2 separate regions of the Hordeum vulgare genome follow, and region 1 is linked to region 2. The links are chromatin contacts, called in public Hi-C maps. All regions are on one chromosome and are shown on one strand. The core of a region is the stretch at or near the end of the contact, and the rest is flanking DNA. Distances in the headings are between cores, read along the strand shown.

What was found. Hi-C and Micro-C count contacts between places; a contact is called where the count stands out from the background.
Region 1: a contact with region 2 is called in a Hi-C map of leaf, with 2.8 times the contacts expected there. The contact joins the promoter of LOC123395900 here to the promoter of LOC123396046 in region 2. A contact is called at or near these places in 3 of 6 Hi-C or Micro-C datasets (leaf and seedling) and 1 of 1 datasets of contacts at active chromatin or transcription factors (embryo).

Annotation. Positions count from the first base shown.
Region 1 is chr5H:419,991,540-419,999,112 of MorexV3_pseudomolecules_assembly, forward strand. It overlaps LOC123395900 (lysine-specific demethylase JMJ25-like), which reads left to right and starts at 2,409. Exons shown (of 11, transcript XM_045090927.1): 1 at 2,409-3,192; 2 at 3,281-3,383; 3 at 3,698-4,019; 4 at 4,110-4,173; 5 at 4,267-4,972; 6 at 5,513-5,842; 7 at 6,082-6,393; 8 at 6,471-6,543; 9 at 6,648-6,733; 10 at 6,863-6,982. The coding sequence starts at 2,699.
Region 2 is chr5H:419,588,509-419,595,957 of MorexV3_pseudomolecules_assembly, forward strand. LOC123396046 (protein EDS1L-like) reads left to right here and starts at 2,968. Exons shown (of 3, transcript XM_045091076.1): 1 at 2,968-3,443; 2 at 4,289-5,056; 3 at 5,410-6,323. The coding sequence starts at 3,069. The coding sequence ends at 6,126.

The sequences.
Region 1 (7,573 bases), core at 1,159-3,658, 400 kb after region 2:
ACAGAGGCTCTTAGAGCAACTCCAACCGGGCGACCCATTTCATCCGCCCGTGTCCGTTTGGATGACCGAGGACATAAAAGTTGGCCCAACGTGCCGACCAAACGAACGCGCGTCCGTTTTTCGTCCACCCGCGACCCATTCGCCCGCCCTTCTCTTCCCGTGGTCCGCCAGTCGGTGGCACATACGCCAGTCTCTTCTTCCGCCTTCGCCTCCAAATCACCCTACCGCCACCGCCCGCCCCTCGCCGCCCGCTTCCGCCGTTGTCGCCAGTCATCCTCCCGCGGACTCACCTTCCCATAGACTCGCCTCCCGCGGTCACCGCCCATCTCTGCCACTTTCTCTCGAAGGGAGGCTCCTCTCCGGCCAAAGCCTTCCACAACGCCCGCAAGGTGTTCGACGCTTCGCCCTAGGTACAAATGGACTTCGATGATGAGTATTTTTTCTACAATGTTCTTTTGGACTCGGATGATTTTTCATATGATGATGAGTAGATGGCGGCGGTTGCGTTGGTCGTCCATGACCACGTAAGTATGGAGCGGCCATAGTTTAAGGGCTCCTTGCCGGGGCACACACCCACACTGAATCATAACCGGGAGATTGGCCATTTCCTACTCTGGAAAGACTACTTCGAGCCCCCAAATCCGCTCTTCAAATGTCACTTGTTCCGCCGCCGTTTTCGGATGGCTAGACATGTTTTCAACTGTATTCGAAAGGGGTTGGTTGAATACGATAACTATTTTGAGTGAAGACGGATGCCCTTGGAAAGATTGGCTTCTCCTCTTATCAGAAATGCATTGCTGCCATTTGGATGCTTGCATACGAAGTCCCCGATGATCTCATTGATGAGTATGTCCGGATAAGTGAGTCCACCTGCCTTGAGTCCATGTATAGATTCTACAGGGTTGTCATAGATGTGTTTGGGTCGGAGTACTTGAGAGAGCCAACAACTGTCGGTACAACACGGTTGTTGTCGATGAATTCAAGTAAGGAGTTTTCGTGGATGCTTGGTAGCATAGATTGTATGCACTCGAAGTGGAAGAACCGCCCTTCTGCTGGCAAGGGCAGTATAAGGGCCATGTTCGAGCTTGCACTGTCATACTTGAGGCTGTGGCTTCCCAATATCTTTGGATTTGGCACGCTTTCTGCGGCATGGCCGGATCTCACAATGATATCAATGTGCTCCATCGCTCTTCGGTGTTTGCTAGGATGGCAAAAGGCAATTGTCCGGAGGTCAATGTTGAGATCAATGGCCACCAATACACCAATGGATACTATCTAGCTGACGATATCTATCCAAAGCGGTCTACTCTTGTGAAGACAATCTCTAATTTTGTAGAAGAGAAAGATAAAGAGATTTGCCCAAGAACAAGAGTGTTAGAAAATATGTAGAACGTGCCTTTGACGTTCTTCAATCTCGATGAGGCATTGTTCGATATCCTGCTAGAACATGAAGCATGAAAACGTTGTGGGAGGTGATAACAACTTGTGTCATCATGCACAACATAATCATAGAGGATGAGCACCCAAAACGTTTATCTGATTAAGGGTTTGAGTTTCACGATGACAATGTTGTGCATGAGCATGGAGGAGAGGCAATGTTTGCATAGTTCGTCGAGTTTCATCATAAGATGCGTGATTGAGATACTCACATGCATGTGCAAAATGATTTGTTTAATCATATGTGGATTCATGTGAGCAACTAGTAAATGTATCGGCAACCTTTTCTTTTAAATGCATCAACTATGAGATATTTTCATAATTATTAAACTATGCAATAATGTTTTGTATTAAACATTTATTAATCTAGAAATAAAATTTATTTTATGCAATAAATTTATCAAAACGATAAAAAAATAACTACAAACCTTTCACGCGGATGAAAAATGGATCGGTTGATCCATTTATAAGAAAATCAGACGTGCTGATTCGAACAAACAAAACACGAACAAAATACGTGTCTGTTTGAGTCGGGGGTTGAAGCTGCCAAACAATAATCGTCCGTGATTGCGAACATGTCTGGTCATTCCGGACACAGGCTTTCTCAATCATGGCTGCTCCGTCAAAAACAGAAAAACGTGTCAAGGTTTTAGCTAACAAGAAAAACCCTGACCTGGTCTGGCCGGCCTATACTCGTGTGAAAAAAGATCCGTTGGACCTTTCTACCCCTGGGAAGTTGTGCGGCACGCCTCACAAGTCACAACTTGGCACGACCTGTGTCACGCCGTAGTCCCATGCCGTGACGAACGAACCTTCCTTTCGCACCTGTGGAAGTACTCCTACCTACAGCAGGAGTAATAGACAACAGTAGTAGTAAAAAAAAAACATTTACTCCTACCTACCATACATTGCCCCCCAAAGGAAATTACCGCAGCTGATAAATCCAACCCGCGCACTCGCCAGTCAGGAGCGACCAACCCACCGGAAACCGAACCAAAACCAGCAGCGGCCGGAGCAGCAGCAGCGAGGAGCCTCGTATCGAACCGCAACGGGCCGCCCCGTACGCGCGTTCCACGTGGCCGCTACTCCCTCCGCCCCTTCCCACCTCCGACGAAAACACCTGCGGGCTGCGGCCCTGCCCGCCCCGGCCAGATTGCGCCCGACGGGATAGGCGTCGTAGATAATAAATCCGGGAGATCGAATCCCCGAATCCGGGTTGCTCCCGCGGATTGGATCGTGCGCGGCGGCGGCGGCGGCGGCCATGGGGGCGATGGGTTGCCGTCGGGCCGGGGGGTCCGTGGGCTGGCAGTACGTCTTCAAGGATGAGGATGAGGAGGACGGGAGCGAGGACGCGCCGCTCCTGGAGGAGAAGGAGGGGGCGGACGAGGACTGGGATGTCGAGATGGAGAGGAGGGGGACGAAGAGGAAGGCGCCGCGCTCGTCGCGGCCGCAAAAGCTGCGGTGCGTCGCCACCCTCTGCGCCTCGCCTGCGTCGTCCGATGCCGGGCCCCCGTCGTGGAGCGCCGTGCCCAAGGGGCGGCGCAGCGGAAACAGGGCCAAGAGGGGCCGCCCCGTCGCCGTGCCCTCGGAAACAGCTGCTCCCGCAGCAGAGGAGGCGACGCCGAGCACCAGCGCCTCGGGCCGCACCAAGGGTAGGAGGGCTTGCCACCAATGCAAGTCGGGGATGAGGCAGCAGATGACCAAGTGTAAGCGATGCCGCGACAAGATCTACTGCGGCCGCTGCATCAATGATATGTACATCTCTCTTCTCACCCCGCTTGTAATGTTCGGACATTAGCACGAATGAACATCGGAGTTATCAGTGAGGCCTGCGGGTTTGCAGGTACCCGGAGTTGTCGTTGGGCCAGGTTAGACTTCAGTGCCCATCCTGCCGCGGAATCTGCAAATGTAAACGGTGCAACCCCAAGGAGCAGGGTGAACCCAAGGTGATGATCTTGTGGCTTGTTGAGTTAATCTCCGATGGTGCAAACCCATCAGCAGTTCAGCATGATATCAGCACTTCTGATTTCTATGTTACATTCATAAGATTTCTTGTTTTGAAATTATTGTTCTCTGTTGCGACAAACTGACAATGCTGTCACTTGTAGTACAAATTGTTGTTAAACTGTGACAAGGAAATCTAGTTATTGAGTGTTTGCAGTGTTGGACATACTTACAGTTTTGCGAAACCATAACTGTTGTAACAAAAAAATCAACACCATATACGGAGGTCTAAAATATGCATTTTTTCCACTCGTAGAGTTCAGTTTTGAGGAAACGCAACGGCAGTAGATCAGTAACGAAGAGAAAGAAGGCTAACACCTCAGGTGTAAAGTCAACTAGGTTTCGTAATGAGGTGACGCAGGCGGAAGCAAATGACAACTCCTTCCTAAGCTCCAATGAGATTAATAGCACATGTGTCAAATTAGACAAGGTAGATACATTGGATGCAAGAGCTGATGAGATTGCTTGTGAAACTAAAGTAAAACATGCTAGATATCTGTTGCACTACCTGCTGCCTTGTTTGAGTGACCTGAACAGGGATCAGATGGTTGAGAGAGAAATTGAGGCCAAAATTCAAGGTAAACTCAATTCTCCAGAACATGTGGAAACTAAACAGAGTTGTGCCTTGCAACTAATTGTTAGTACTTACCCTGTTTTCTGCCAAACAGGATTGGAATTGTCTGAACTGAGTGTTGAACAGGCTGACTGCCGGAATGATGAGAGGATGTTCTGGTACTGAGTGCTCCATTCATTCAACTTTGGATTTTTTTTCACTTCCTGTTGTTATTTTATACTTTGTACTGATGATTTTTTCTATTTGTCCAGTGACAATTGCAGAACTTCGATCTTTGATCTGCATAGAAGCTGTCCAAACTGCTCATATGAATTATGCATTGCGTGCTGTAAGGAGCTTCGTGGAAATAATCTAGAGGGCTCTTGTCGGGAAGAGCTGGTGTCTTATCCTAATAGAGGAATCGACTATATGCATGGTGGTGATCCATCGCCTGAGTTGATAAACTGCGTACAACCACACTTTTCCAGTTGCCAGCCTAAGACTACTAAGTGGTGTGCTAATACTGATGGGACTATAAATTGCCCCCCACCTGAACTTGGTGGTTGTGGTGATATTGCCCTTAAGTTGAGGCAGATGTTTCCAAAAGATTGGTTAAATAATCTCGAAAGGGATGCTCTACAGTTGAGTAAGCAGCTCGAACCTTCGGATATTGTCAGCGGATATACACATGAATGTCCATGCTGTACTAAACATGAAAATGCAAGGCATGCTGCCACCAGAGATAATTCAACAGATAACTGCCTATACTGTCCAAAATCAGATAATGAGAAAGCAGATGATCTAACTCACTTCCAGAGTCACTGGGTGAAAGGAGAACCTGTTATTGTTCAAGGGGTACTACAGAAAATACCACATTTGAGCTGGGAGCCACCACATATGTGGTCTGAAGTACATGGTGATAGTACCACCCCTGATATGAAAAATGTGAAGTGTATTGATTGTTTATCATGTTGTGAGGTTAGTGAAAAACATCGCATATCTAGAAAATGATTATATTTCTTGAATATCTTTATATTGTATTTGTTTGTCAACTGATTCCAAATACGTAAGATATTGAGGTGTAAGAAAAACACGTTGTCAAGATCTATAATTTTTTTCCAAAGGTATTATTAGCATTCTATACCTATCCATCGGTTTTAATACAGTTGTTAGCATTAGCATCTTGAATGTCGAAAGGTCCCGGTGTCGATTAATTCGTCCACCATCACCCAAAAATCTCTTCAGTCCCATGCGCTCATTAGCTGGAAAGCGTTTACTGTCTTGAAGTACACTTTTCTTTGGTTATTTCAGGAACAACTCGTAGCACAGTTGTCTAAAATATGTAATTTAATGTAAGTGTAAGGTTCCAAGAGAACATAGATTAAGACAAATTTCTTTTAGGATGGATGAGGGGTTTGAATTAATCTGTTTCATGTGGACTTGTTCAGTGTAGTCATTACGTCTTTTTTTTCTCATTACCCAGAAAGGAAATTCACCTTTTGTGTTTAAATGATCCAGGTCGAGATACGCACACAAGATTTCTTCAATGGATACTATTATGGTCGGGTGTATCAAAACGAATGGCCCGAAATGCTTAAATTGAAAGACTGGCCTACTTCAAATCATTTTGAAGAGCTTTTGCCTTCGCATGGAGTGGAATACATCAATTCTTTACCCTTTCAACCGTACACAAATTTGAAATCTGGTTTGCTAAGTGTTTCCGCATTGCTTCCCGATGACATTCTAAAGATCGACATGGGCCCGAAGTCATACATAGCTTATGGCTATGCACAGGAACTTGGCAGAGGAGATTCTGTTACGAAGCTTCATTGTGATATATCTGACGCAGTAAGTAAATAGTTGTACTCCCTTAGCAATTGAGAAGCACCAACAGCTTGGAAACAAATTCTGATCTCTCATGTATCTATGAAAGGATTTTTTTCGCACTTGCTTACCTCAAAGAACTTAATTTTCCTGTAATGTAGAACATTCAATTTCATGGGACCGATAGTAGAACCCTGATTGATGCTAGTCTTGCTGAGATTTGGTTCTCTTTAATTATTCTATGTTATTTTTGATATTGTTAGGTTAACGTTTTGATGCATACTGCACAAGTTGCCCCTTCTAAAGGACAAGAAAATGCAATAAAAAACTTGAAAGCAAGACATGAGGGACAAGATGAAAAGGAATGTTGTGGCAATTTTTCAATTGATGGAAGTAATGCATGTCACAAAAATTGCGTGGATTCAAACCATACACCCTCTCCTAACTACAGCAAGGACGATGAGGGAGGTGCTTTATGGGATATTTTCAGGAGGGAGGACGTTCCAGAACTGGAAACGTACCTTCGTAAACATTCCAAGGAATTTCGCCATATATATTGTTCTCCAGTTGAAAAGGTTGGTAATTGTGTGATATGAACAACCTTGTACTTGCTGCCATCATGTTTAACACCTTTCACCATGCTTGAATGCAGACATTTAACCCTCTACACGATGAAACATTCTATCTAACTGAGGAACATAAAAGGAGACTTAAAGAGGAGCATGGTGAGTTCTGTTTGTCTGTTTCTGTAACACTTTGCCAATTCTTTACTGCAAATGGTTGCAGTATCTGGTTTGTATTTTCTTGAATTTTTGTTACTCCCATTTAGGAGTCGAGCCTTGGACATTTGTACAAAAACTTGGAGAGGCAGTTTTTATCCCTGCTGGGTGCCCGCATCAAGTACGGAATCTCAAGGTAAATGTTCTCAGTTTACCATAGCAGTGCCACAATTCCATACCTGTGCTAGATAGGGGAGAACTACGAAATATAATATTCAACTTTGCCATGTTATGTACCTGATTATTTTTATTGTTACCGTTGCAGTCTTGCACGAAAATTGCTATAGATTTTGTATCACCTGAGAATGTCCAGGAGTGTGTCAAGTTAACTCAACAATTCCGTGTGCTTCCTAAGAACCACAGGGCAAAAGAAGATAAATTAGAGGTAAGTATGACCTTTTTTATGAACATATTTTTTTTGAGCCTTTATGAACATAATTAAGACCGTTACAATGCACCTATTTTAACCATCCTGCATTACATATGCATTTCAAGCAGCATTAAACTTTGTAGCATTAGCTTGGGACATACCATTATAATAAATATATTGCAATGCAAGATGAGCTCCTGTCTGCTCTTTTCTCTTCTTTTGTTGGGATCAGCTGCAACATGCTCGGTACCTAACTTTGGATTGTAACAGAAGTTGTGTTACTTCCTTTTAACCTGCCACATTACATCTTAAAGTAACCTCCTTTTGATTGTGTGTTGCCTCATCTTTTCATCCTTCTCACTGACGACTATCTCCTTGATATCCATCTTGGCATCAACTTTCCTCCTTGGTTTGTTGGCTTGATGTGTAGTCACTGATGTGACCCTCACGCTACCACGGCTTTTGTGACCCATGCCTTTAAAGTGTTGCTGCCTACACAGTCCCTGTCTCTCTTGTGTTGTCGCGGTCGTGCATGCATTGTAGAGAACTTAAGGTGCCACCACCGCTGCTGTTGCAACCCTTGCTGTGAAGTTTCTCTGCTGTCAC
Region 2 (7,449 bases), core at 1,718-4,217:
TTTCCTTACCAAGTTCCACTTACCAAAGGCGCTTCACTCCCCGGCAACGGCGCCAGAAAAGAGTCTTTATGACCCACAAGTATAGGGGATCAATCGTAGTCCTTTCGATAAGTAAGAGTGTCGAACCCAACGAGGAGCAGAAGGATCTGACAAGTGGTTTTCAGCAAGGAAATATCTGCAAGCATTGAAATTATCGGTAACAAGTGATTGTGTGGTGAGATGATTCGTAGCAAGCAACAAGTAACAAAAGTAGCAACGGTGCAGCAAAGTGGCCCAATCCCTATTGTAGCAAGGGACAAGCCTGGACAAAGTCTTATAGGAGGAAAAACGCTCCCTAGGACACACGTGAATTTTTGTCATGCTAGTTTCATCATGTTCATATGATTCGTGTTCGTTACTTTGATAGTTTGATATGTGGGTGGACCGACGCTTGGGTACTGCCCTTACTTGGACAAGCATCCCACTTATGATTAACCCCTCTCGCAAGCATCCGTAACTAAGAAAGAAGAATTAAGACAAAGTCTAACCATAACATTAAACTAGTGGATCCAAATCAGCCCCTTACGAAGCAACGCATAAACTAGGGTTTAAGCTTCTGTCACTCTAGCAACTCATCATGTACTTACTACTTCCCAATGCGTTCCTCTAGGCCCAAATAATGGTGAAGTGTTATGTAGTCGACGTTCACATAACACCACTAGAGGAAAAACAACATACAACATATCAAAATATCGAACGAATACCAAATTCACATGACTACTATTAGCATGACTTATCCCATGTCCTCAGGAACAAAAGTAACTACTCACAAAGCATAATCATAGTCATGATCAGAGAGGTAATGAGTAGCATCAAGGATCTGAACATAAACTCTTCCACCAAATAATCTAACTGGCATCAACTACAAAGAGTAATCAACACTACTAGCAACCTTACAAGTACCAATCGGAGTCGCGAGACGGAGATTGGTTACAAGTGATGAACTAGGTTTTGGAGATGAGATGGTGCCGGTGAAGATGTTGATGGTGACGAGTCCCCTCCGATGAGAGGAGTGTTGGTGATGACGATGGCGACGATTTCCCCATCCGGGATGGAAGTTTCCCCGACAGGATCGTCCTACCGGAGCTCTAGATTGGTTCTGCTCAAGTTCCGCCTCATGGCGGCGGCGAAACCACGAAAAAGATCCTCTCTGATTTTTTCCTGGATGAAACCCTCCATATAGCAAAAGAGGGGGGCCAGTGGGCCAGTGGGCTGCCCACAAGCCCCCATGGCGCGGCCTGGGGGGGGGGGTGGCCGCGCCGTGCAGGCTTGTGGGCACCCCCTGGTGCCCCTCTGGCACTTCTTCGGCCCAGTATTTTTGATAAATTTGGAAAAAAATCCCCGTTGATTTTCACGGCGTTTGGAGTTGCGCAGAATAGGTATCTCAACTTTGCTCCACTTTCAGGCCCGAATTCCAGTTGCCGCTATTCTCCCTCTTCATGTAAACCTTGCAAAATAAGAGAGAAAAGGCATAAGAATAGTACCGTGAAGTGGAATAACAACCAAAGAAGCGATAAATATCAACATGAAAACATGATGCAAAATGGACGTATCAGCGATCCACCTCCTCCTTCGAGCAGAGGAAGGGCGGCCTCCACCTTCGAGTTCCAGCAGAGGAAGGGCGGCCTCCAGTGGGCCAGTGAGCCAGTGAGCAGCCGCATTGGCTTCTTCCTCTTCCCTCCTTCCCGTCGTGCTTCCCGTGCTCCCCGACGTGTGGCTTGGCCAGCACGGAGGTGAGGCTTGACGGGTGCGGAAGGATAGGCAGACATACGTCACTTTGGGCGGTGGCGTAGGCCAGCAGGTGGCCGGCGGCCATGGCGGTCTCTGGTTCCTCTCTCGTTCTAGTGTAGGGGATAGGAGAATGAAAGTAGAGAAGAGAAAAATAAATAAGAAAGAGACCCTGACATGTGGGCCTCACATGTCAGTTAACGGTCAAACAGGGAGTCAAACTAACGCTTCATTTAGGTGTGGATCCGACCTGTCATAATCACGATTAGTCGTAAAGTATTTGACGATTTAGATTTTTTAAAAACCGATAGTTTTTTAAACCCTAGCCTGTAAACTAGTAGTTTTATGCTATTTACTCCTACAATTATGGATAGACTACTTCGACTATACTTTTGCGAGAGTCCATTTTCAATTGCTATAATCTCATGGCACATGACCTTCATTTTTTTGAATTTTATGGGTAATTTTGCCACTCTATGATTTTCAGCAGGTATAATCTTATGATCCATGATCTTTACCTGAATTTTGTTAGTAGTCAAATAGTTTCTTCACAAGCGACATTCTTCATGTTTAGTGGTACTTGCACTGTGCGTGAGTAAGAGAGAGAGAAAATGATGATGAAGCCTTTATAAACTTATAAGTTTCCAACAAGGGGATACTTTTTTTTGTTATGTTTTGAGTAAATTATTATTGGTTTATATCTTGTGGCAAGACATTCTTCAGAACTCGCAAAAACACTGAAATGCAAAAGAAATATTAAAAATTGTAGATGAGAATTCATGCACAATGACAATGCTATCCCTTCGATCCATATTAATTGTTACTCCCTCTGTTCTTAAATAGTTGTTGTTGGACAGAACTATATTAGTTTTCCCCAACAACAAATATTATGGTACAGAGGGAGTACAACTTTAGCATAACTTTTTATTTGAAAATGTCATATAATGATCATAGTTCCGCCTTGAAGAACATGTTGGGGCCTGAAACGGTATACATACATCTATCTACACTACAATCAAAGGAAGCATTTCTTTGTCACACTTCATCCGTAGGAAGGAAGCATTTCTTTGTCACATTTCATCCGTAGGGTTTAGGCAGTTGCGGCTCCTATTTTTTCCGCTCCTCGGTAGTACTCTCGTAGTCTATGATCGTATCGTATCAACCACCCGCGAAGAGCCAAAGACACAGGGGCGACAAGTCAACCCAGCAGGCAGCGAGCTCAAGCGTCAAAGGCCAGCAGAGGAAGGGCGGCCTCCACCTTCCAGTTCCAGGTGCTCCGGCTCCTCCACTGGCCCACCACTATGCCGATGGACACCCCGCCGCCGCGCGGGGCGGCGCTGTCCGACGACGACCGCCTCCTCGTCGCCCACTGCGCCGGACTCTCCTTCCCCTCCGCCTCCCGCTCCCCGCCCTCCGCCACCGCCTCCTTCCAGGTGCACCACGCGTCCCACCCCTACCCCTGCGCCGCCTTCGTCTTCCCGCCCACCTGGTCCGCCGCCGGCTGGATGCCCCCCTCCCTCGACGCCGGCGGCCGCGCGCCGTTTGGGGACGCGGAGGTCGACCCCGCGCTCTTCCCGTCGCTGCGCAGCGTCGGGAGCGGTGTTCCCGCGCGCGCCAGCGCCGCCTTCGTCGCCGCCTTCAGGGGCCTGCTCGACGGCTCGCCGCTCCAGACCGAGGTGAGAGTCTTCTGCCATCGTTTTTTTACGGTTTCTGCCATCGCTACTTCATAAACCATTGTGGCGAGAAGTCGTGGTTGCCGCACCGAAGTAAAATGCAATATCTGAACCTTTTACGCTTTGCAGATATTGCATTTGTATCAAGAAACATAAATTCCCTTTGTATCAAGAAACCCTTGTTGCTCCGAATTCTATACAGGCTACATTTATGTTGGTGTTGGTTCGCACGGACTTGTTGTGAATGTTGAAATATATTGTCCGTGTCCCTTCATCAGTTTGGACTTTTGAATTAGTTGGCTGAAGCATGAATTTCAATATGGTATCAGAGCCCAGAGGCCTTGAGTTGAAGATCCTGCCAAAAGGGCTACCTCTTTTTCTTGTCCCAAATTGTTATAATGCTTTTGAAGATTTATTTCTTTGGTCGGTTTTGATTTTCATAGTGCTTTTACGGTTCAGTTAGTTTGATTTGAGCTTATGACAGAGAATGAGGGAGGTAATGAGATCCATGGCCACTATAGTTTCAGACTGATAGTAGTAGATAAAAGTCTACATGGTAGTTTGGCTTGGTGCTATGCCCGGTGAAAATAGGTAAAATGAACTAGGTGCTTTATTAATTTGATGACAGGAAAATGAAGTGGCCTTCGTGAGTTCAGCAATAGTACCGAGTTCCTCTCCACTTACTTTTTCCTCTTGCTGTGGTCATAGACCTTTCATAGTCCTACCTCGTGTTATTTTATCTTCGTATCAACAGAGTGATAGTCTTGCCATGGTGAATTTTAAATTTCGGTGTAACTGCATTATCACCTCAAGGAAAAGTGGTGTTTATTTATTGCTTTGTATTACAGGTATCTAAAGCGGTGGCAGAGGAGAAACGTGTCGTATTCACAGGCCATTCATCTGGGGGTTCAATAGCCACCCTTGCTGCCATATGGTTTCTTGAGAACTGCACGAGACGGGGAAGTGTCAATCAAGCACAGCCATTTTGCGTGACCTTTGGGGCACCTCTTGTTGGCGATAATGTTTTCAACCATGCTGTTAGAAGGGAGGGCTGGTCGCAGTGTATTTTGCATTTCATCATGCCACTGGACATCATCCCACGAATTCCGCTGGCCCCCCTTGCATCCTCTAGAGAACAAATTCAATCTGTTCTGGATTGGTTATCTCCTCATAGTCCAAACTTCTCACCTGTTGGGAATTCACTTGTTATTCCTGAGTTTTATGAAACTTTGTTGAGAAGCACCCTATCAATTGCCAGCTACGAGGCCTGTTCTTTCATGGGATGCACTAGCTCAATCCTAGGAACGCTGACTTCCTTTATTGAGCTATCCCCTTACAGACCCTGTGGGACTTATCTTTTCTTGACAAGTACCGAACAACTGGTTATTCTCACAAACTCAGATGCTGTATTACAGTTGCTATTTTACTGCCTTCAATTGGATCCCCAACAACAATTGCTTGATGCCGCTGCCAGAAGCTTAAGTGCTCACTGGCAATATGAATCGATTAAACAAAATATGATGCAAGAGGTAGTTTGTGTGGATTACCTAAGAGCAATTTCATCATCACTTCCTGGTACACAGATGAATGGGATAGCAATTGGTGGCCTTGAACTGGTAAGCAACGGCTCCTCTTCTTCCATAAAATACCGTGGATTGCCACTGTAAACATCTGTTATTTTGGTGAACTGTATGTCTGAAGGCAGTCTTAGTCTGGAAACCCTCAGTGTTGCCTTTTAGCGTCTGGTCATTCATTTATGGTGTAGCCAAATGCAACAGATATGTCTGTAGGTTAGGATAAATGGCAGTGTACGCATCAAATTTGTATCAGTAACTGTTTCTGATAACACAATTCTCCAGTTACTAGTTCCATTTCCATCTTCATAGTGTTTTCCCTGAGTTTAAACCACTAGTAAATTTAATAATCAGTCCAATCACATAATATTACAGTTGTCCCTTTCATATTACAGAGTAAGGAAGCTATGCTGAGTCTTGCTGCTGCTGCACAATGGGAGAAGCAGAGAGAGATAAACCAAGCAAAGATAGACGCAAACTGCAGTAAAATTCAGGAAGCCCTCAAGTCCCTGAATGAGTACAAAAGAACATGCGAGCTGCATGAAGTTAGCTACTATGACTCGTTCAAGCTTCAGCGGGAAGTGCATGACTTCAATTCAAATGTACGGAGGCTGGAACTAGCCGGCCTTTGGGACGAGATAATTGAGATGCTGCGAAGGCGTGAGCTTCCAGACGCGTTCGAAGGGCGAGAAGAGTGGGTGAATCTGGGCACCTCGTACCGCCGGCTGGTTGAGCCCCTGGACATTGCAAACTACTACAGGCATTCCAAGAACGAGGACACTGGTTCCTACCTCTCCAAGGGCAGGCCGAGACGATACAAGTACACCCAGAAATGGCGCGAGCAGTCGCACCGCATCCCCTTGGGTTCCAGCCTCGAGTCGTGCTTCTGGGCAATGTCTGAGGAGCTGCAGGCTGAGATGATCAACGGCAAATCATTCGAGGATCTGAAAGACAGGGTGGGTAAACTCGAGAGTGATGCACTCGGGTGGTTCACCTCGGGAACTCTTGGCAAGGATGTGTTTCTGAGCAGCTCATCCTTTGTGATATGGTGGAAAACGCTCCCAGAGCAGCACAGGTCCGCGTCGTGCATCGCGAGACTTGTGCCTTCGTAAGAGAATTTCTCTGTCGCATGAAGAGGTTGCCATTTACGATCTAGCAGGAACTGCTGTGAGTCTGCCACTGTATATTGCAAGCCTGAACTCTCATGTAAAGCCATTTGTGTGTAGTATTCTCTGGGAATCGGGATGAGCAGACTATTTAAAATGCCAAACAATTGTTGTCTAAATAAACTTACAGGCCCATGGTTTTATCTCGCCTGACCAAATTACCCCCCGGTAACGTCTGCCTGACTGCCGGTTAGCTTTTGCTGCAGAATGTTCATGGGATACAAGCCGGGGAGAGGTGAGCCCGGGAGGCCGGGGATAGCTTGTATTGTAAAGGGGATACACGTTATGTGCCGGCACCCAGGAGGCCGCAATAGGGAGGAGCACCCTGAGAATCAGCCGATGTTTGGTGAACCTCATTAGCAAATCTTGACGCGTTTTTTGTGTGATTGTTGTGTCCTAATAGACTGGTGAGCCTCTCGAATTGTCAAACAAAAGTTTTGCACGGACCTTTCATTACTCACGAAGACCCTTGAACGCTAATAGCATCTACAACTGAGCTCCTCAAATTCTTTTATAACCCGGTCAATGACCGGTCCCTGGTCGTAAAAACATGACCCAACTGTTTTCTCAAACCAGCCCTATACACCTCTCATATCCAGTCCAAATCTGGGATGGATATGAGGAGGCCCGAGCATATCCGGATGCATCTGCCGTGTCGGAGTGGCATATGGGACCCACGTGGACACCGTCATTACCAAATGGTCCAGTGAGGACGCCATTCCAGCATGCCGCTCGAGGGCCAATCTGGCTATTTAAGCCGGACGGCAACCACTCAACCCTAGTTGCATCCCATTTCCCTCCCTTTGCCCTGCCACCCCCATTCGCTCGCAGCTCGTCGTCTGCGTGTAGCTCTAGCCAGGTAGCAGACCACCATGTATGCGATGCTTACTCCGGAGCGCATGTTGATGGTGTCCTGGATTAGGGGTCACTCACCACGTCATCTCCCGCCTAGGTGGGGCAGACCGAGGACTCCATGACGGTTCATCGATAGGCCATCACGAGAAGGTCCATGTCACAAAAAAGGAATATTACCGAAGAGTTGACACACTCTACAAGACACAGAGGCCGTCTACAACACGATTAACTTATACGTAACTGGCCTATTTGTAATCCTACACCCCTCGGTATATATACGTAACCAACCTATTTGTAATCCTAGACCCTTCGATATATATATAAACCCAGTGGTAAGGTTCGTACACGACACACAACAATCTCGTGGTAGTTCAACATGTACTTTGCACTACACCCCAAGTTAACATAAGCAAA